2 separate regions of the Mus musculus genome follow, and region 2 is linked to region 1. Evidence: chromatin contacts called from public Hi-C data. All regions are on one chromosome and are shown on one strand. Each heading gives the region's core, a stretch centred on a gene start, on an enhancer-like site or on the middle of the called end of the contact. The rest is flanking DNA. Distances are from core to core; before and after follow the strand shown. Region 1 holds the start of Dis3 (DIS3 homolog, exosome endoribonuclease and 3'-5' exoribonuclease). Region 2 holds the start of Cln5 (ceroid-lipofuscinosis, neuronal 5).

The links. Hi-C and Micro-C count contacts between places; a contact is called where the count stands out from the background.
Region 2: a Hi-C map of CD8 T cells shows a contact between it and region 1, with 4 times the contacts expected there. The contact joins the promoter of Cln5 here to the promoter of Dis3 in region 1. A contact is called at or near these places in 1 of 39 promoter capture datasets (pre-B cells) and 5 of 484 Hi-C or Micro-C datasets (CD4 T cells, CD8 T cells, the G1E-ER4 cell line and 1 more).

The regions. Positions count from the first base shown.
Region 1 is chr14:99,097,517-99,102,908 of GRCm38.p6, forward strand. Dis3 (DIS3 homolog, exosome endoribonuclease and 3'-5' exoribonuclease) reads right to left here and starts at 2,254. Exons shown (of 21, transcript NM_028315.2): 1 at 1,930-2,254; 2 at 1,167-1,324; 3 at 69-262. The coding sequence starts at 2,157. Pibf1 (progesterone immunomodulatory binding factor 1) reads left to right here and starts at 1,908. Exons shown (of 18, transcript NM_029320.3): 1 at 1,908-2,613; 2 at 3,513-3,785. The coding sequence starts at 3,534.
Region 2 is chr14:103,066,947-103,072,338 of GRCm38.p6, forward strand. It overlaps Cln5 (ceroid-lipofuscinosis, neuronal 5), which reads left to right and starts at 3,270. Exons shown (of 4, transcript NM_001033242.1): 1 at 3,270-3,521; 2 at 4,688-4,853. The coding sequence starts at 3,400.

The DNA.
Region 1 (5,392 bases), core at 1,004-3,503:
GCGCAGCCTGATCCTAATGTTTCTGTACAGCGGGACACAGGCTTGGAAGCACCCACACTCAGACCTACACGTGAAGGCTGGTATCCCCTCTTGCACAGCTTTCTCTTTGTTCTTCCTGTCATTGGTTATCAGGATAACTTGCAGCTGACTGTCTGCTGCCACCCTCTTCAGGTGCTCGTTGTACCACTTCGCTGCGACTCGGATGGCTCTGTCATTCCTGTCATTGGCATTCTCTCCCTGCTCTTGCTCGATGTAGGTTTCTCTAAATGTAAAAGCGACAGGAAACACAAAACAAAAGCTAGCCAGTGGGGTCAAAACTTCTGGGACATAAATGTTCCACAGCCACTGGAGTTTAAGGAGGCACAATGAATGAGCAGCCCACAGGTGGACACACTGACTATCTATCTATCTGTCTGTCTTGTCTGTCTCTCTCCCCCACCCCCTCCTCCTCCTCTCTAGGAGTGTGTATGTTTGTGTGTCTGTGTGTGTGTGTGTGTGTGTGTGTATGTGTGTGTGTGTGTGCATTTAGTTCCTGCGGAACTTAGTTCCAAGTTCCATGTTCCTGAACATTCCGGTTCAGGAAACTTGGAACTGACAGGAGAGTGCTATTTGCACATACTTGGCATAAGCAGGTTGCAAAGCACCTACGATGCATAAGAAAATTTCATACAACAAAATACTCAGTTCAAAATGTTAATAATGTCAAAGCTGAGAAAGTGACTTTAAGCATCATAGATACATATTATCTACTGTTTAATATAACAGGCAGCTCATTATGTTTAGAAATTTAATTTCAATAAATCAGATGTAAGATAAAGCTTATTAATCACAAACTCCCACATTTTTCTCCTATATATTTGTCACTCACATAATATGGGATTACAGGAGTGTAGATGGTTCTTATCGCCAAAGAATCAACCATTCAACTCAATAGACAACTTAAAGGGAGCATTTCAGAAGTAAAAGGACGACTTTAGCGGCTAGATCCTGGTTTAGGGTGTGACCTCACTAACACTGCGACCTTAGATGAGCCTATGTAGGTAGCACTGTCTTCCACACAACCAGGTAACCACCAAGCAGCACAGGAAGCTACAGCCTGTGTTTGATAAATTCCTTTCCAAGAAGTCTGTTAAATTTAGGTAGCCCTGTGGTTTTGTGATACTTACTTATGGTGCTCATTAGTGAAGGTATAGAAATGCTTTTCCTGGTTATTGGTCACATCCCTGATTCGCTTGTAGATGGGGGCGCTCCGGTTTCTCACTTCTTGCATCACTGTTTGTAGCACAATGACATTTCTGATGGCCGGGTGTTCGAGGACATCAATCTTAAAAAACCAAAGCCAAATGTTAACTCCCCCGTTTTCAGTTCTACCTTGAACTCTCTGCCCAGCCTGAATTCTTGTGACAGTTTAAAACACTGACTCTCCGTTAGGCCAAAGTGGTACTTGGCTGCAGAAAAAACTTGACAAAGTCACTAAGGGGGGACCCTGTAGGCCTGAGACGATGACAAGCACCCATAATCGGACCACAGAGTTTGCAATACCAGAGCTATTAATAAGTAAATTATGCTGGCCCACACAATTTTTTGTTCGTAGGCACTTACAAGCTGCCTGGGGGTCGCAATCTGGAGGCCACAGAAGCCCAGGTCCCCGGCTTCCAGGCACTTATAATCTAAAGTAGAAGAGACACCAGGGGTTAGAAAATGTAACGTGTCTAAAAATAAGACTCCAAGAACCGAAAAAAAATATATATATATAAATAAATAAAGTGACATCAGGGAACGGTACCTCAGCCTGGATGGCAGGATGCGAGCGAGGGTAGCCACGGTACTTGCCTCTCTCCATCCAACATCCCAAGACCCGCCTCCCCGGTCCCCAGCGTCCCTGTCTGCCACGCCCCCTCGTCACCACGCGGCCCCGCGTCCACGCACCTGGTGCAGCAGCACATTGGTGTCCGGCAGAAGGTAGTGCGGCCACGGGCAGAGGCTGCTCGCCTGGTCCCGGGGCTGCAGCTCCAGGGCCGGGCCCGCGTGCGCCCCGCCGCAGGCCGAGCAAGCCGGCGCGCCGCAGCCGATGTCATCCCGCAGGTAGTGCTCGCGCACGATCTTCACCACGCCGCCCGCGCGGGTCTTCTTCAAGAACGTCTTGGACCTGAGCATCTCGCCTCGCGGCGTGGGATCCCGGCCGTCAGCTAAGAAACCGAGGCGCGGCCACGCGCATTCCCGCTTTTGCCCGCTGGCTGGTGAGGTCACTCTCGCGAGAAAACACGAAGGCGCGTTCGTTCCCCGACGGTCGCGGTGATTGGGCGAGTGTTGGTTGTTTCCTCCCGCCGGTGGGCGGGGCTTTCCTCTGGACTACAGCTCCCAGCCTGCACCGCTTCCGACTGGCTTCCGGGAAGGAGTGAGCTTGGGTACCTGCGCACCCCAGGTTCTTCCGACTTCTTCTGGGGCACGGCGTGTGGTTGTCTTGGTGACCGATCCTAACGGTCCGGTAGCCCCGAGATACCTGTTGAGGGGTGGCAGCCTGAGCTGCTGACTGAAGACGCCATTGGTTCTTCCAAGAGTCCGGGTGAAGCTGGTGTTATCCTTATATGCGGAGTTACTGACCATTGAGAGGTAGCTTCCAGGAATCCTTTTCCCTTTCTTTCTCACGCGGCGCAGAGATGCTAAAATGTAGGAAGTTTAGAATGTACGGATTTCTTAATCAAAGAGGGAGAAGCCGGTCCCTGGTCCTTGGTAACTCACGCAAGGATTTGTTTTCTTATTTTACTTTTTTTCCCCCCCAATCCTTTCCCTTTAAAAAGGAAAGAGGCGGATTGTACTGAAGCTCTTCCTGTTCCCCCCCACCACACAGACCTCCTTCTTTAGCGTTCCTCTTAGAGAAACTGAAATAGCTAGTTCTATAACTATTTTACTAAATCGTGTCGTATTTAAACAAGGGAGTTACAAAAAGCCTTGTGAAGGCTAAAATGTGCTATTCAGAATATTCGAGTTTGTACCCTTCTAACCTCTTTAGGTTTTTCAAGTTATTTAAAAATGCTTTTGTCGCACTCTGAGCCTGTTTTCAAATTTTTCGGTGATGCCTTAACTGTAAAACTAAACCTGGCATGTAAGTCTTGCTTTATAAACCCTCCACCGACATACCAACATTTTTCTCTCTGTGTCCAGATTTCAATACTACTTCTGTGAGGACCTTCAGTGACAAAAATCAACCTCTCCTTGAGTTTGAAACTTAGTATTATAGGGCTATCCTTTCTATTTTACATGACTTTATTTATCTGTTACCTTCAAGTAAGATTCTTGCCCCGAGACACACACACACACACAGGACAATGGGTGAGTTCATGATAGGATTTAGTGAGTCTGTTTGATTTGAACACTAATCTGGCTTACATTTGGGACCTTCCAATACCTAATGATCTAGGCGATCCTTGGTGTCTCTTTAATGCTCTGTATGCCCTGTAGTAGGTTTTTTTTTTTTTGTATATTTAACTTTATTTCTTTTTATTCTACAGAAGATTGATTCAAATAATAAAATGTCTCGCAAAATTGCCAAGGAACCAAAAAAAGTAAATATCTCTAGTTCTCTGGAGTCTGAAGATATTAGTTTGGAAACAACCATTCATACAGATGATGTCTCATCATCAGAGGAGCGAGAAGGTAAAGTCAAAATCACCAGGCAGTTAATCGAAAGAAAAGAGATACTTCATAATATTCAGTTACTGAAAATCGAGCTATCCCAGAAAAACATGATGATCGACAACTTGAAAATGGATTATCTTACAAAGGTAAGGTCAGATGCAAACTGTTATTCTCTTGAAACTGAAAAGGAAAGATAAGTTGGTGTATAGGCCGGGTGCGGCTGCACATGCCTTTAATCCCAGCCCTTGGAAGCAGAGGCAGGCCCATTGCTCTGAATTCTAGGCCATCCTGATTTACATGGGGAGGTCTAGGATAGCCAGACTATGTGATTTTTCTGTCTCAAAAACGAAAAAACAAAACAAACAAACAAACAAAAATATATATATATTTGGAATTTAAATGCCACACTTCATACTCCTTGTCCAATGTTGCCTTTCTGCAGTTTGCGTATTGAAATGGGGTGTTTTAAGTGTATGAGTGAGTTACCTTTGAAGGCTCAAGTTTTAGAGTGTGACATTAGTGGAATATGTATTTTCTTAAGAATGAAAATGTAGCCAAGTTTTCTGGGACTGACTGGTCTGATAGGAAGAGTGAAGATCATAACTGTATTGCTGAATCTCAATTGTCCTTTCTTTAGAAGTCGGATTTCCTTGTTAACCTTCCTACACAGTTACTCTGTCTGAGAGGTACTGTGTCATAGAAGTCAATTTTAGGTGACCATTGTCTTTAGCAAGTGCGTTATCCTTTAGTGGCGGTGAACTAGTTGTCTTTTTGCCTTGTGTGGTACTTAGTCCCAGGGTAGTTCATGGAATGCCTGGTAGAGGTGAAACGAGCCCTAAGAAATAGTGACTGGCCTCCAGACACATCTCTGCAGTGTTACTTCTTCTGTTCCTAAGACAGTTACTTGTTTCTGACAGTGAACTTTCCCTCTTCACTCTCCATCTCAGCTCTTCCGGCAAAAGCCCGTGTCCAGCAGTTTGTTTACGTTGTTATACTTCTTCTTGTTAACTTGGTCTTTTATTTTAGCTCTATGCTACTTAATATGATATGCATATTAAGATACTCAGCGTTTCTCTACTAGAAGATAATGTATTTCTTTGGGGCCAATGAGATAACTTCATGGGTAAAAATGCTTAACCGTCCAAGCCTGGGGACCTGAGCTCCATCCCTGGGATGTAGAGTGAAAGAGAGCTGACTCATGGCACGCACACACACGCACAGACACGCGCACACACACACACACACGCACACACACTCACACTCACATACACACACGTACACACACACACGCACGCACGCACACACACACACACACACACACACACACACGCACGCACGCACACTCCACGACTTAGTAGGAAGAAGGAGAGGGCGAGAGAGATAGCTAGGCAGTTCACAGAGCTTGCTGCTCTTCCCATTACAACACTGGCTCAGATTTCAGAACCCGCAATTTCAGAGGATTCAGTACTGTTTTCTGGCCACCGAGGGCACCAGACTGAAACATACATATGTGCAAGCAAAACATTCAGACTCATAAAAGTTAAATAAATCATAAAGTATTGGTTTAAAATTTGATTATTTACTTATTTGTGAGCCGCTTGGGATCAAACCCAGGGCTTTCAGCCTGCTAGATACATGCTCTGCCCATGAGGAAAATACATGAGAAAGAAGGAACAATTTCTTAATGGGGCCCCTTCAAGACCTCAAGGTTTTAATGCAGTAAAGAAATAGCACTTCACATTAATGACTGAGC
Region 2 (5,392 bases), core at 2,020-4,519, 4.0 Mb after region 1:
CGAATTCAGAAAGGAACACTTTCAGCATAGCTTTGTTGTAGGGTATGTTTAGCAAATCCCATCTCTGTCAAAACCTTGACACTAACATACTTTTGTTTGACCAATGGTTTGTGCCCTTTATTTCTTTGTTATGGGTAGTTAAGATAAGGTGTGGCTCAGTGGTAAAGGCTCTAACTTATCTTCTCTAAGGCCCGAGATAGACTTTCAGAACCATTATGTGTATTGGAATTCAATTTTAAGCTAAATTCATCAGATTATACCAGCAAACTTTGTACATATATCCACAAATTTGGCTTTTATTGGGGAGCCATAAACTGGCCAGCACCCCAACTAAAATAGATTAGATTTGTTACTGTGGCACAGAGACAGGTTTATGTAAGGTAACTAAGGCAGGAGAATGAAAACAGAAGTCCAAAAAGTAACATCAGGTTATTGGAAGAGTTTAGATAGAGAGGATGCATCGATTGCTCTGTTATGATAACGTGCCTCACAGAATCAGCGCAAGGAAGGAAGGGTTGATTTTGGGTCAGGTTTAAGAATATAGTTAACATGGCAGGGGGCATGGTGGTGATGCATGCATGAGGCATATGGCCACTGCAGTAACCAAGCAGAGGGATATGAATGCTGGTGGTCACCCTGCTTTCTCCTTATTCAGTCCAGGAAGAAATCCACAGCATGGTTCTGCACACACTCAGCGTGGGTCTTCTGTCTTCAGTCCAACCTTCTGGACACACTCTCAAACATGCACTCAGAAGTGTGTTTTCTGTGGAAATTTTTAGTGTAGTTAAGTTGGCCCTGAAGATTAACCACCACCAAAGACTGTTGTAGTACATCGACAGACTTTAAGTCTCTTTTTGATTGGTTGCTATAAATCTCCAACTTAGGGGGTTTCTTCGTTTCTTTATAATTTGACTGTTTAGGTTCAGCGGCTGAGAGCACCGGATGCTCTTACAGAGGACTCAGGTTCAATTCCCAGACCTCACCTCACAGAGGGGTCCTGTGGGGATCTGATGACTTCTTCTGGCTTCTGAGTACATCATGGACCTACATGCACATGATGTATAGACATACATGCAGGCAAAACACGCATACACATAAAAATTTTTAAATCACTTTGTTTACACACAGATAGCACAAGAATTCCATTTTAGTTTGGCCTGCTGAAGCACAGTGCAGGAGCGCAGTCAGAGTCCGAGCAAAGGACTTTTATTGGTTTCTTTGTTGCAGTTTTTTAGGTTTTGTTCTGAGACAAGGTATTGCTCTATAGACCAGACTGTCTCAAACTGTAGATCTTCCTGCCTCAGCCTCCTGAGTGCTGGGATTTCAGATGTCCCTCCATGTCCAGACAACATGTTTTATCAAATCATGTAAGAAAGAGAGAAATGTTTGTTATGAAGCTGGTTTTCTTGAGAAAGACTCATAACTGTTCAAAATGAAAATAAAAACTCATATTCAGTAACTCAGTTCAAGCTTAAAGACTACTCTAAAAGAATCAATGCAAATGGTCAAAGATTGTAAATTATAAATTTCTTGATTTTGAATTAGGGGTTTACATATCATACATGTGTGTCATACATTAAACAGATGCCCCCGGGGGCTGGAGAGATGGCTCAGTGGTGAAAGGCATTGACTGCTTTTCCAGAGGCCCTGAGTTCGATTCCCAGCAACCACATGGTGGCTCACAACCATCTGGAATAGGATCTGATGCCCTCTTCTCGTGTGTCTGAAGACAGCTACATAAATAATACATATATACATACATACATACATACATACATACATACATACATAATTAAAAAATAAAACAGATGCCCCCATCGATTCTCCTCATGAGTGACTATTACAATTTCTAACTTTACTAAATTCAACCCTAAATTGAACCTTTAAACTCACCTTTGACCTATTGTAGCATCTTTGACATTATGCTGTGATAGGCAAGAAAAACTGTTAAGAAAAATCTGAAATTAGAGGCTACAATACAGTTGATGTATTTGTTTAGGGCAGTTAAGCACCTATAAAGCAGGTGAGTATATCTAAGGCCTACAAACCTAGTTAAAATATCATTACTCTTTCATTAAAATGTGGTTAGAAAATTGGTGTGTCCGAAGCAAAAAAGCATGTCGTGTTTGACAGAACCTTTAGCAACCTGGAAACCCTTCTCAGAATAGTGATTTATTTAGTTCACAGAGTTATAAATAAGAAAGCAAAGATGAGCTTGAACTTAACACGTTTGCCTGGCTAGTTATCATCCTGAAGTCAAAAAGAGAAAGCCAGCCATCACCTGCTAGGACACGTTAAAGTATCATGATGACACCCTGTTTTTTTCATTCCCTGAGAAACTTTGTCTCCTAAAATTTACAGACTTAATTTTTTTTTTTTTCCTTTTGGAAAATACATCAGCAAGGACGAAACAGCTAGAACCTTTGGCAGAGGAATCTCTGAGAATATCAGCCTCACACTACAACCCAGATAGGTCCAAAACTTTTGATAAAGGGTTTCTGGATCTGACATTTCTATCTCTTCTTGAGCTTCAGAGTTGGCAAGCAAAAAGGATCCCGTGTTCGCTTTGTAGTTCAGACCTCATGCAGCTCCTATGTGCATACACATAGTGGGTTTGCTAGGAGATCTCCAAAATACTGCCTGTTCCAGTCTCATCTCCAGCGTACGTGAGTGATCTTGGTTGCCATCACTCAGTGCAGTGGCCTGAACAGCCTGATTCCGTATGGCGTGATGCTCTTAGCAATCTTACACTTACTGGACAAAGGAGGACCGGAGGATAAATGGATTAAACCTAGCTCTATTGGTCGGTCTTAAGCTTTGAAGAGTCACGGATAATACTAAGTGTGGCAGAGGACAGAACCGGAGCAGAGCAGTCCAAGTCTGGTGATGCCGATGGCAGCACGGAAAGCATATTGTCATTGCTGATCTTTGCAACATTCTCAGAGAGGCCAGGAGAGGGCAATCATTTCCTGTAATGTCCTCATTTTTTAATTCCGCTGAGCACCCAGTGTCTCCAAGCAGAAGATTTGTGTTGGAGACTGGCCTGGGCCATGTGGGTCAAGAAAGTTCATAAGTGTTTTATTGTTGTTACGGTTTGGCTGGTGATGGCTGCGGGGAGGGCAGAAAGCACCTTTGCGCTAGAGGCATAGCACACATCCACCAGGCTGGAGTGAGTTTTGCAGTACCAGTCTCACCCTTCCGGGAGGACAGGGCTTTTTAGCGTCCAGCGCACGCGCGCTGGAACAGAGGCGCCCCGCCCCGGCCGGGACAGGGGAGGCGTCACGCGCCCGGAGGTCACACGGCCAAGCCGGCGCTGGTGCTTGGCTGGCTCCTCGCGGCGGCGCGCACGCAAGGCCGACGCCGGGGCCCCGGAGCCTCCGGGATCTCAGGGAGCCGCGGATGCTGCGCGGGGGGCCATGTGGAGCGCACTGGCGCCCGGCGCTCGCGCTGGCGCTGCTCGGGCTGGCGACGATTCTGGGCGCGTCCCCGACGTCTGGGCAACGCTGGCCGGTGCCCTACAAGTGAGTGAGACGGAGCGGGGCGGGGAGGGGACTTGGAGAGGGCGGATCCGATACCTTAGCGCGCCCGGGGACGCAGGGCACAGGGCGGGCGACACTAAGAGCATAGTTCCTAAATAGTTGGCAACTCGGGGATCCTCACCGGTTCTGGGCAGTTCAGAGTCCTGGGAGGAATGGAGAGTGACATCACTGCACGGAGTGACTTTTAGGTGCTACTGACTTGGAGAGCAGGTTAAAATGTTTTAAACACTGCAATTATTTCATGCCTTATCGTTAGCTGCCATTGCATAACATTTGGGGAGAATTTACAGGGAGCCTGCTTGCTCCCCTGTGTCCTTACTGAGCTAAATGGGGAATTTAGCTGACTGACCCGGGGAATTTCCTCCCTAGGCTAGTCAGGATCACCTTGTTGGTCCACTTCAACCTGGAGGGTAGGTAGGGCTCCGGACCTGAGGAGGTGATCGCAGTCTTTGACTTAGCTAAGTTTTGACAGCCTGTGGGGAATTGCGAAACAAGAAGCGCTCGGTCTTCGGGGTTGCGGGGGACAGGGGTGGGTGGAGTGGTGGCTGGCGTGGGCATAGTGAAGTGGAAAGAGATGCAGCTTTTGAAAGCATATGTTTTGCATAACAGAATGAGGGGCGGGGGGGTTCATGGCATGATGCATGTTCCTCTAAGGAGTTCTTAGTTCTGAAGGCTGCAGACCAAATCTGGTCCCATTTGCTCATCCTCTGTGCGGTCTTAGGGAATTTAACTCAGAATCTTCATGCTCACATACCCTGGACAGAAAACAGGAAATGATAGTAGCCCTCGCATTTCTGGTGAAAACCAGCAGTTGCCAAACTTAAATATTCATGTGTTCTGTTCATGAATTGGTTCTTCTAAATATATATGAGAGAAAAAAAAGTTTAGGGTTGAGGTTGGTTTTCATGAAAATATTCACAAGAAAAAAAAAACCTTAAATACCCAATAAAACAAGAAAGAGATTGTAAATCTCAAAGTATTTTATCTAATACCAGGAGACGGAGGCTGACTGGTCTTTTGACTCTAAAGAAGCCCCGATTGACATTCCCACCTGACAACTGGTATATAGCTGTAAGTTAGATCAGGTTTTGTCCCCGTGTTAAGATTGTTAGAAGAGCAATTCTGAGGATGGTTCTCTTTCTCACCAGGCGCTTCTCTTTCCGTCCGAAGACAGATCCCTACTGTCAAGCTAAGTATACTTTCTGTCCTACCGGCTCGCCCATCCCAGTTATGAAGGACAATGACGTCATCGAGGTCTTACGACTACAAGCCCCGATTTGGGAATTTAAATATGGAGACCTCCTGGGACACTTTGTAAGAATGCATCTTGATCTTGTAGCTTTACTTAAGTAATTCAGCTATTACTTTGACTTAAATGAGTAGTCAAATGGTTACTAGGTCATATTAATTGATAACTTTGTATGTGCGGGTTATGTGTGTGTGTGTGCACCTGTTCACAAGCATCAAGTGGCTGGAGGCTGCTGGGTGTCACTCATCATATCATTCCCTTAGGACAGGGTCCCTCACTGAACCTGAAGCATACATTTTTGTCTAAACTGGTTGGCCAGTGAGACAACTCCTGCCCTCAACACTGGGATGACAGACACAAGTGGAAATGACTGGCTTTTAGGTACGACATGCGTGCTGGGGATTTGAACTCAGGTCTTCATGCTTGCATAACAAGCACCCTTACCCATTCAGCCATCTCTGCAGCCTGTGATATAGTTCCTAGCACCTTTATGTTGGGAGTCAGGAAGAGTTAGTTACCACTGGATCGGCATGGAGCTGTGCAACTGTAATCTTGGGACTTGGAAGGTCCTAGCAAGAGCATCACCATTCCAGAGTCAAGCTGG